Regions from separate parts of the Anas platyrhynchos genome. Here region 1 is linked to region 2. Evidence: chromatin contacts called from public Hi-C data. All regions are on one chromosome and are shown on one strand. The core of a region is the stretch at or near the end of the contact, and the rest is flanking DNA. Distances in the headings are between cores, read along the strand shown. Region 1 overlaps SUCLG2 (succinate-CoA ligase GDP-forming subunit beta). Region 2 holds the start of TAFA1 (TAFA chemokine like family member 1).

Region 1 (5,757 bases), core at 979-3,478, 190 kb before region 2:
GCCCCTTCTCTGCCTTGCTTCAACTACCTGGGCACATGCAAACATTCTCAGAGTTAGGAGGTAAAAACACAAAAAGGGAAAATAGAGCGGTTCAAACCCTCATGCTATTAACCCTTACGGTAGGGAGATATCTTTGCAAAGTGCTTTGATGTTAAAATGGGCTAGTGATGCTCTCCAGCAGCAGGACAAGCCCAGACACTGCTTTGCCCTTTCTAATACACGCTCCTAATTCAGGGACACTGCACCAGGCATGTGACAGATCAACTTAACCAAGGGTGTTTACATTATTAGAGATAAGGAGGAGGATTTTATGCTCAGTACAGATATTTTAATTCCTAATGCAGACATTCTCATTTAAGGATCTGCTTTTCAGCTTTCAAGCTGAATTCTAATCAGGTCCTCTAATCCATTGGCAGCAAAAGGAAAAAAATGTTGAAGGAAATTAGATGCAGCTTGGATAATTGATGTTTGTATGCTTGGCTTTAATAAAAATACACTGTTAAATTAGAGAGGAGTCTAAAAGGATTCAATCAATAAGAAACTGAATCAGGTACAGAATTCAATCTTGGGTTTTATTGTAATCTTCCAAATAAGCCAACAGATCAGCTCAAATGATGCTGAGATTCACCTTAACTCCTCGGAAATTCATGAACATTGTTTATATATGCTTCTGCAGCCTGACTGGATCTTGCATTTCTAGTTGAAAGAACTTTAACATTCAGACCCAGCAGATGGATGAAAAGGTTTTCAGTATTTCATGTGCACAGAGAATGCACGATCTCTGTGTCATTCAAGTCTGTAAGAAAAATAAACCTCCCATTGTGTATCAGAATTCTTACGCATTGGCATTCTCGGTATCTAATGCATATGGAACATGAATTTACATTAAGAGGGCAAACAGTTGAGTATAGGACAGGTTACTTGGTAGTATTTCTCTAATTACTATTTCTACCCAGTACTATATACCTTATAAAATTACTTTATTTCAGCAACATTATTAAGGAAATTCAAGTATATCCACAGGTTGGGCTCTTTCCATCCACCAAAACAACTGACAGATGTGAAATCACCCTCAAAAGTACTCGCAATTGATTATGGACTCCTCTGGAGAAATAAGGGAACCCACAATAGCATTAAGACATCACCATCAGTGGTGGTAACAACCCGCAGTCTGCCCAGTCCAAGCACCAGGGCTGGAAAACGAGAGTGATGGGAACTTTACGCAGATCTGTTTCTATATAAAATCATTATTGCGTTATTAATAACAATTTGAATTTGCAGCAACTTATTCTTTGTTGAAGTAAGCCTTAGCAAGGTTTGACAAAGCCTGCAATTCTACCTGGCACCAACAAGAATAAAAAAGTACCCCAAATAAATGTATTTCTGTATTAATTGAAGTAATTGTGCTAAGAGATTGCTGTTAGACTTGTTGTGGATCACTGACATAATCCACGAGGCTGCCAGTTGCAAGCAATTAAGGGTATTGCAGGTGCAGCAGAACAGCTTCACATACCTGCCTGCACTTGAAAACTGCATTTACTGTATTTTATTATTATTATTCTAAAATGTTCTTAGGCCTTAACAAAACGCACAATGACATCAGGTCACTGTACACTTCAGGATGACTCCAGGCAGCACCTATAAAGCACTCCACCTTTCCTAAAGCCCATTTAGAAATCTATATGCAGGCCGTCTCGCTGTCTGCAGCTCTGCACTCCAGTCTGCTCAACATCCTTCTGCACTAACACCACACATCTATATGCAAACATAGAGAGGCCAAAACCTTGACACTTACAAGTTGTGCTTGCTCTTTCATTTTCCACCTCTGTTACCGCCACAAAACAACAAGAACAGACTTCAGAGAGCAACGCACTGCAGCGCTGAGTGATGGCAGAAGTTTCATACCTGGTCAAACTCTGAATCTCACATAAAACACCAATCCCAACACAACTGCAAACTAACCCGAGATCTGATAATTGCTTTAAGACAGTCTAAGCATGGGCAGCCACCAAAGAGGGCGGCCTCGCACCTCCCCTGTGCTCGGAGTAGCATCCGTGATGGATGCCCACCAAGCCCACAGACACACAACACCCGCCCTGAGGCGAGGGAGAGCCCTTGACTGCTGTTAGGGCCTGGGATGGAGTGGGAATAACCTTCCCTGTTAACACAGGCTCATGTCAGTTGTGAAATCTTTTCCTCAGCTGTTACTTTTCAGGATCAGAATAGGCATGCAAAAAATGTGTGGGCAAAACCTCAGCTGTCCAACCCCCCAAATCACCAAGACCATGACTGTACAGCTCAGGTCTCTTCTGAATATTACTGAAAATGTATATTGGAACGTAAGTTGTTGGTTTTTAAAATGTATTTTACCATAAAACAAAATACTTCATGGTGTCCAACAGAAATAGCTCAAAAATGTAATTATTCTAATATTCAAATCCCCTAAAACCAAATTTCTGTTAGTGTACTTTTTATGAGAATGTCTCCCCAAAAAAACACAAATCATCATCTAAACCGATGACAGCATGAAAGGTTTGCAACAGTTTTCCACCTATTAGCAGTGTCAGACACAAGTCTTAGTGACTTGGTATGCATCTTTTTCCCTTATACGCACACAGGGATACATGAATACCAGGAACTATAAATATTATTATAAAATCACCAATACAATCTGACCCTGCTGTAAATTGTTGCTCTGAAGCTCAATCCATTTATTTTAGTTGAAAAGAAGCTATTCAGCAACTGTCAGTAAAATCACATCTGCAGCAAATTAAAAGCTACACCAGGAAATCGCTTGCTTACAGTTTGCTTTGACTGAAATCTGAAAAAACACCTTTACATCTCAAGCTAACTAAATTCAGGCTCTGACCACTCCCATCATCATAACTCTTTCATCAGCTAAAAACGTACCCAGACATATGAAACAGCCTACATTTGTCAAGATCTCTTCTCCTGGATGGCACGGGTCACATCTACATTGAAGCAGTTGCTTCGCATGCTACAGTTGGCTAACGTGCTCTTGCCTGGAGGCTCCTAGTGCTCTCTGAGGTTAAAACATGCATCATATCTCCCAGTCCTTCTAGTGAGCAGGGTCTAATTTTATATCCTCAAAAAATAAATTTATTTTTTTTAACCAAACTAATCCATGAAGTTGCCAGAAAACAAAAAAGAAAAGCACGCCTGCAGCATACTCTCAGGCAATAGTGAGAGAAATAAAACAAAGCCATGGATGAAGTGGGACATGTAGTTCTTCATTTTCAATCTAATAAGGTGCATTTAATCCTTCTTATTTTTCCACTGGCCTTTATTATTCATTTATTCACACCTTACTGCATTTGTGTCAATGTGAGAGAAGCAGATTACCTGCAACTTTCAATACCACACAACAAAAACCAGATGCCGTAAATTTGCGTCCTTACTCCACCCTTCTGCTCCAACTGATAAGTCAGACAAACATTTTTAAATGTCCCTGTATTACTATAAATTGGACTGCAGGTCAAATATAACTTTTTCTTATCCAGTTTTTAAATCTTACTGTAATCCACTGTTTTTTTATATAAGGCAACATTTATGGTTCATTTGCAAATAAAGATTAAATCTACTGTATTGGAGTGGGAGAAAGAGCCACAAATACAGAAACAATTGCTTAAAATCTCCACTAGAGGACAGTGCAACTCAATGTGGAAAGGGAATATCAAAATCCCCCTTGAGAGAAGAGCAGGGTTATTTTTTTTCTGCTTAAAGTCAAACCATCTTATTTTACTTTATAAAACGAGAAGCAAAATAATATTTTGCATCTTTGGGATGGAACTTTCAAAGTCTGGAGGTGATAAAATTAAGAAGGATGAGTCATCTAGAAGCAATGCAAGAATGCTTGCAGTCAAAAAATATTAATACCATGCAATTTTGAATGTTTTTGACTATTTTAAAATGGGCCAGGGTTTAAAATTTATTAGTAATGTGCCATAATATCACTGCAGGACAGGAACTCTGATGAATCCCCGAAACAAAATTCAGATGTTCTTTCAGTAGGAATGGAAGGCTGGCTGACAGGTAGGAAAAGCACATTAAGTATTTTCTCCAATGCTATTTTTTGGCTTCTATTTGAGAGGTCCTGAGGAACCTAAGTCTCTCTGAGAGTGAATGCCTGGTTTCTGCTACCCCCAGTTGTTGTATGTTATGCCCTCTTCTTGCACAGCTGGTGAGATGGCAGCCTCTGGCCTGCACACCAGTACAGCACTGGGGGAAAGCCCTTTTAGCAATGCAACTCCTTTGGTGACACAGTAAAAATCCCAAACACCACATTTCTGAAAAATCAAAATTTTTCATTCTCAGCTTCTGATGCACCAAAATAGCCTACGGTCTTGAGATTTTGTTGTTTATTGCAAATTCAGGATCTAGAACAGGACACAATTGCATTGGATTTTGCTGGTTTGAAAATCATTCAGCAATGATATTCTGCCAATAAATCATATCATGTTTGTGGCCCCTTGACGGGGTGAGAAAAGCATTCAGGTAAGCAGGGGAGGGCTCTGACACCAAAGACAGCTCAGGATGGACCACCAGGGACACCTCAGTCCTTACAAGAGTAAGGAAGAGAGGGAAAGAAAAATGTTGAGGCCATGAAGTACTATTCTAAACTGTACTTGAGCATCAAAACAACAGCTTTTAGCACTGTTTTGGGGATGGAATGCACCTGTCAGTTCCTAAAACAATTGAATTTTTGGTGCCAATATAAGGGGATAAGTTTTCTATGAGATCATGGGTACAAGGAATAAAAGAGCATAAATTAAATTTGTTCCGACTATCATTTAAATATACGAGCTTCAAGGAGATCAAGTCCCTGGATAAGCCGATCAGAACGCAGATCAAAATAAGATGAAGGGATGAGGACTACTTACACGACTGCATATTGCAAGAGCAAAACAACACACACGATCAGTTCTTCTGCATAGGATGAGGGTGCAGTATTTCAGATTTCATTTAAATTTCTGTTTGTGCACCCAGAATCCAGCATAGCTGCATGTTTAGGTCTGATTTGGGGGATTTCATGGAAGCAAAAACAAGGCACGCACATGCCACCGATCTCACAGGTATATTTGGTAAGCACTGGTCATTAAATACTTTGGGAATTCATGTTATTTGACTGCACCATATAATAGGTTATACATACCCTCCAAATCCACTTACCTAAAATGGGTTTATACAGTAGAATGACTGTAAAAGGTTTATTCAGATTGATCCATTATTTACTGAATTTTGCCTCTGCACTTAAGATTTAGATTCTCAGAGAAACTATACTATGTGCTACCTTTATAGTAGTCCTTAATGTCTTAAGTTCAAATTACATTTCTGATAAACAATAATCAACCTTCTGGGAAAAAAAAAAAAAAAAAAAAAGGAATATTCCTGGAAAGAGCATACCTGGAGAACATGGATGGATACAAATGGAACTCATCCAATACTCAAACCCTACGATAGGTACTGTCAGATGAATTATTTTAAGTGCAAATTACACTGTTCAGTGCATTTTAGTGGTACAGAAACTTGGCAAGTTACCCAAGCTGATACAGTTAAATGATATAATCACGAATACCCCTAAAAAACCCCACTTGACTAAATAGACCTGTTGATTTGATGGTTAGTTCAAGTATTTACTTTTAATTCGAAGGCCAGTTAAAAATGCACACATGATAAATTTGGGAAGACCTTAAGTGTACCTTCTCTCTAGCTGGTTGGCAATTGATTTGACTTTCA
Region 2 (5,956 bases), core at 2,717-5,216:
CCTCTCCTCTGAGCTCATTCAAGTTGTGGATACTGTCAGATTCATTACTCTGCTTTAAAACACAGGATAGTATACTTTATGAATGAAAGACATGTATTATGTATGCTAGCACACTTCCAAATTGTGCTCCTGTTTACACTCTGAAATCTGCTGACTACAGTGGTACATAATCAGGACAGAACTCATCATTGTTTCTTTAGGAAATTCATATTTTTCTTGTTAGAGATGTTTTTGCTGCAGTAGTGACATACGTAGCTCCATCAAGTTCTGATCAGAAAATGGAGTAAATAAGCAGTTGCATTACAATTTCCTTCTCAGAACAGATACAAAGCAGATTTCTGGAAAAGGGCAGTAAGTTAAAGTTAGAAATAAAATCCTGCCAAACCCTGAAAGCTGAGCAAAATATGTTACCAAAGAAACCAAAAATACAAAAAGAGAGACAAGTCACTGAACCTCAGACATTGCCCACTTTCTAAAAGCCAAAGTAATCTATATTAATAGAGAGCTTAGCACGTAGCAATGACAAAATCTGTATTAAATGGCATAAAAAAGCCAGTCTAATTTTCCATGACCCTACATAAGCCTAGTAATACTCATTAGTGTCTACATAAATTTGTTAAACCTTCTTAGCATTGAGGAAACATGACTTCTTTCAATTTGGATTTGTTTGCAGCTAAAACTTTCAAACACTGTCGCTTTCATGGGGGTGATAATAACTTATATTTGAGGATTAAGGAAACACATTATATATTCCACATCTCAGTCAAAGTAACTAAACAGTGTGACCTACCACCTTTCTCAAAGCAATCAAATGGACAAATCTCTGCCCTTTAAAGTAAACAGGCTTGCCTGTAAGACAACCATTCTGAAATTCATAATCAAGTGAAAAATTAGATGAATGCAAGTGAGGTTATGAGTTGATGCAGCTTGATTGTAACAAGAGGGCCATTAATAGTTATTAATGATAAGTGGGATAAACTGTCAGATATCATCCATGTGTAACTAGGTAGACATGAACGAACGATTAATAAACGTGTCCTAAAGAAAAAGAATCCTTGGCTGAGACTTTAGTGAACTTGCAAGCTAGGAGAACAGATACAATAAAATGCTTAAACAGTGCATATGTTTTAACTTTGGGTATGTTCTATTTGAGTACGGACCCCATCAGCGTGCAATGGCCTGCCATGGATACAGCAAAGTTACAGATTTTAGAAGTCAGTCGCATAGAAGTGCCCCTTTTTGCTCAGAAGCCTTTATCCACCCCAGACTAATTTCATTATGCTGCTCAAGCTGACATACTGATTAAAAGAAAGTCATTCCATTTACTGTTCCTTTTAATCATTAGGTAAACATAATACGGAGTGCCTGGTACATTTGGTAAATATGAAGTAGATCAGTTATTACTCCTCAGGTGCTGATAGCACTATCGCACTGGGTTATCTCCAATGTTATCAACACCCCATTCTGCCATATAGCAACTTCTCAAAATTTCAGCATTGTACACAAGATGCCTTTGGGTATTTGCTTTTCTCTTTTTCAAATATACATAATCACTCAGTAATACCAGGATGGTTAAATTATCCGTACAGCCAAATGACTTTGAATTAGATTTCTTCCTTAACTACATCAACGCCCCATATGCCACTGATATCAGTAGAACTGAGACAATAATTTCTTCTGCTGGGGCTGTGTTCTGCACCCATCTTCAGGCTAAGGTGGCTCTGATGCACAAAGTCCCTCAGTAGCTCTTGCAGCTGCTCGCAGAGTACATGCTGCTCCAGATGAAGAGACGGCTGAGTCTGCCCATGCTGGTGCCAGAGTCCTCTCCTATGTCAGTGCTGTCACCCCTTACCAAAGAGGGGCATTTTCAAATAACTTGCATGACACTGTTTTCAAGGCCAGCGAAGGCATTGCAACAGAAGGGTGGGATTTTCAGAGTGCTGATGGAGAGCTCATTCTTCTTAAGCAATGGGAGCTTCAATATTAGTCTCTGTGAGAGTGGAATTGGTGTACAGCTTTCCAAACCTCTTCTCTGTAAAAAATTGCAGAACATATTTTAAACTCAAGGGATGATGTAATGTGGATAAGCAAAGCCAAGCTGGAACACTGATGGGCCTCCTTCCTTTTATCCTTCTTTTGGCAGAGCCACTTCTTTTCTTGCATTTGCACTGGCAATATCTGAACCTGCAAACAAGGAAATCAGTGGATAGGGTGCACAGAGATGGGAGGGGAAGGTATAGCACAGGCAGCAGTTTACCAGCATGTAGCCGATCCTTTCCCTCAGATCCACAGAAATATGGAGCCATGCTCTGCTGTCTTGCAGGGGTACCACACAGAAAGACATATGTCTAACTCCTGGTTAACTCTACCAAAAAGGAAGTTCTCTCATTCCGCAAGAAACAGTCTCCAAAGTCTTTTAGGTAGGAATTTTGAAAATCTCTAACGTGCAAATTATTTGTTTTCAGGCAATTCCTGTCATCTTTATTATTACAATTGCTATTACTATTATTGGCATTTTTGACCATAGTTGCTCATGCATTTTTCACAGAGTAAGGGTAAAATGGGAACCCAATTAATTTTTCCAATTCTAGTCTCACAACTATGAAAACAAAACAAAAAAATATTCAGCAGTTGACACCAGCCTGCCTATTATTTTGTTTGCTGCATACCCCTTTCCCTCCTGAACAGTTGCAACAAGATGAGCTTATATGTTGTCATTCTCTTTGTTTTCTCTTTGCAAGATGCTGATGTCTCACTGCAGACTGGAGAAGACTCCCAGCACGGCAGCTGTCTGGACCAGCTGCAGGAACAGGTTAGCTGGGAGTAAAACCTTCCAGAGACACAGGTTTAATACTGTTTGCATGGCTTCCCCTCTTCAGTTTGCAATCACTGACTTCAAGGAAGTGTTTTACAGGTTCCTACAGTCAGAACATTGCAGAGAAAAGTATTTGTTCATTCTTTCCTTCAGCTACTCCCAGGAACAGCCTGACAACAGTTGGTAAAAGGGAGGCGTTTTACCCTTCTGAGTCCCTTAAAGCAGCAATATCTTGCAAGACTGGAGGATGATTATAGGTGCCATGATTTTTTTGCTATCATCCTTCCTAGTTAGTCTATTCCAGTTTAATATATTCTCACAGCTATGATTTTCCGTGGGCATAATTAATATTTTGCCTTCTGAATGCAGCAAGATGCATTTGCTGGTCTGTTTAGAGGCTGAGCCAAAATGCACCGTTTCTCACTTGGTAACATTTTAATATTCTCAGGGAACACTGATCTATTTGTTAAAATTTTGTTCAAATAGAACAGCCAAAAATGATATGAGTCTTTTCACATGAATCTTTCCAACGTCCTTGTTTCAGGTATGAATTTTCTTCAGGGCTGTATATTTAATCTATTATTATTATTATTAAGGACATTGCAGATGGAGAAAAATAAAGGCAAGCAGGCAAAACTGTACACTGCTGAGATTCTCACCCTAATAGCTACATACAGTAAGGTGTAGAGTTTGCTGTGAGCATAAAAGTCTGGTCATGAACATTGACTGAACTTTCACTGTTTCCAGGAACATCAGCTCCTCCAGTATCGCTCTCATAAGACCAGATGTTCTCATTCCTTTGTCTGAATCTGTTTTTCTAAATAACACATTCTCAACACTTTCTCTGATTTTAACCTTATTAAGAACTTTATCCATTTCTCCCCTTCCACTAAGGAATAAGATCTTTAAAATGAACTATGAATTCTACAGAAATATCTTGGTTTAGACAAAACAACTATTGAGTAGCTAGATATTGTCAAAAAGACAGTAAGATCATGGCATTACTTTTATATCAGTGCTGACACAATTTAGCCTTCGGGCTCATGTCTGAATCTCCTGTTTGCTTGATTTATTGCAGATTTTTCTCTTATCAGGTGAATAGTTTGATCATTTGATTTTATTGTTGGTTTCTTTCCAGGTGCCAGAAGTAGTGAGTATTTAAATATATGTCCAACGTGGAGCAGGAAATTGAAAATTGATTCTCCACAGCATTTATCTGAGATGTGGTTCAAGATCTTCAAGTTAGCCAAAGCAAAGAGCTTCCACTCTCAGTGGTATGCCAGCTTGGCAGACAGTCTGGAGTTGATTCAGTGGCATCTTTGAAGAGAAATTCAGAAATTGTATATTTTTTAAACAAGTTTCCTAAATAAGCATAGAAGGTAAAAAAGACACCAAGAAGGATTTTTAATTACCTATGTGATGTTCAAGCACCTTTTAGTGGAAACAGAGGTGATGAGCTGGCAAATATGATTGATGATCAGATTACAACTCCTAATGATTTTCTTTAGCTGTGCTGTGGAGTGACTGCAAGCTCTGACACAGATCAGCCTTCTTGTGCTTGCTCTCATACACATAGACATAAAGGAGGTGGCTTCTGCCCAAAGCACTAACCCACAGACTGCAACAGGAGCCAGATTGGAAAGGACCAAAAGCTAAGAAGACACAAGGTGACAGCCCATTGCTGGAGCCTGAATATCCTCTGAGACAGATGCTTAGTGTGTGGGTGGCTGTTCCCACAAGCACACATCCGCTGCTAACCGGTGGCTCAGCCTCTGCCATGGAAGTGCATTTACTCTCCTCCAGCTTTCCAACCAGTTCCCAAGGTTGCTGAGTACGGCTGCAGCACAGGAGTGCACTCCAGGAAAGCTAAGTGCCTACTGTGAAAGTAAGTGGCAAGACATAAAGTCATATTTTCACTAATGTTTCTATGAATTTGATATAGTAACAGGGATGTACCGATTTGAAATGGTAACCTTTGTCACTCTGAGTCCTCTGTAAACGAGTGGTTAAAACGGCACTTGAGTGTTACACAGCTTAGTGACGTTTTTCTCAGCAAAATCAATGAAACCAGTCTTGGGTAAAATGTTTGCAAGAATATAAAAGTGACTTAGACAATTCTATGCCTAAGCTTGAGTTTGGTAGAGCAGCACCTTCGGTGGGGGCCCATAAAATGCTGCTTGGACTCCAGGAGCTGTGCTGTGCAAGGCAGCTCTAACCCTCTTTTACGCTCCAGCAGGAGAGAGAGTGCAATAATGATTCACTGTTACAGGCCAGCTCAATACAGATTGATTTGGGTTCCGTGTCTTTTTGTTTAAAATGTATTTCCACACAAATGGGTCTGGTATGTTCAAACTTCCTTAATAATAACTCCAACAAAATTCTGCAATAAATAATTTTAAATTACCCTAAAAAATCTATTGGAATTAGAAATAAATCAGCAGATTCTCTGTTCAGCAGGAGCAATAAATCCTTCTACTATCACAGCATACACTGTTTACATTTGCCTAGGGGCTCTAAAACATTATGAGATGAAAAGATTTTCCTGTTCCTTGGTGTCTGGCTGCCATAGAATTTAAGTGTTTCATGAATTTAATTGTGAAGAGGAGAGTTTAACATTTTTCAGCCCCCTGTGGGAAGTGAAAGGAGGAGTCAAACAGATATTATGCTGCCCCCCAAATTATTCATATTTAAAATTTTGCTATGATGACTCTGTCAGGTGAGATTCAGAAGACCATCAAATGACCCTAAGTCCATTAGAGAGTAAGCTGTCAGAAGAAGGCTTTGGAATCATAAGTAGGACCTAGTTTTCTGCTTGTGGTGGAATTTCATTTCAGGTTGCATAAATATCTTTATTTACGCAACATTAAGCTAATTTTTAGCATTTTCCTGCAAATCTATTAGTTGCTTTCAGGCCCTTTGAAAGGTATCATATTTCATGGCATGAGAATTCATCTGTCATACTTTGGAAAGAGAGTTTATATCTCTAGCAACTGAAAGCATGTAAAAAAAAGGCATTTAAGGCAGTTGCAGTCTTTTGCTGGAGCATAGGTAGAAGAAACAAAAATTACTGCTGTTGCTTAGATGTAAAAAGATTTTATTTTTTTTTTCAATGGAAAAAACTGTTCTGCTTTACCTTGATTA

What was found. Hi-C and Micro-C count contacts between places; a contact is called where the count stands out from the background.
Region 1: a contact with region 2 is called in a Hi-C map of subcutaneous adipose tissue, with 2.7 times the contacts expected there. The contact joins the enhancer-like site here to the promoter of TAFA1 in region 2. A contact is called at or near these places in 3 of 8 Hi-C or Micro-C datasets (F1 follicle, liver and subcutaneous adipose tissue).

What each region holds. Positions count from the first base shown.
Region 1 is chr13:6,060,587-6,066,343 of IASCAAS_PekinDuck_T2T, reverse strand. The region is part of intron 9 of SUCLG2 (succinate-CoA ligase GDP-forming subunit beta); the gene reads right to left. Among named protein-coding and RNA genes, the nearest start is that of SUCLG2, 99 kb to the right of the region's middle. Within about 2 kb of position 2,228, at least 1 of the 8 cell types and tissues checked has an H3K27ac peak or open chromatin away from gene starts, as enhancers often do.
Region 2 is chr13:5,871,964-5,877,919 of IASCAAS_PekinDuck_T2T, reverse strand. It overlaps TAFA1 (TAFA chemokine like family member 1), which reads left to right and starts at 3,966. Exons shown (of 7, transcript XM_072044368.1): 1 at 3,966-4,700. It overlaps LOC106014427 (a long non-coding RNA gene), which reads left to right. Exons shown (of 5, transcript XR_003500344.3): 5 at 1-1,268.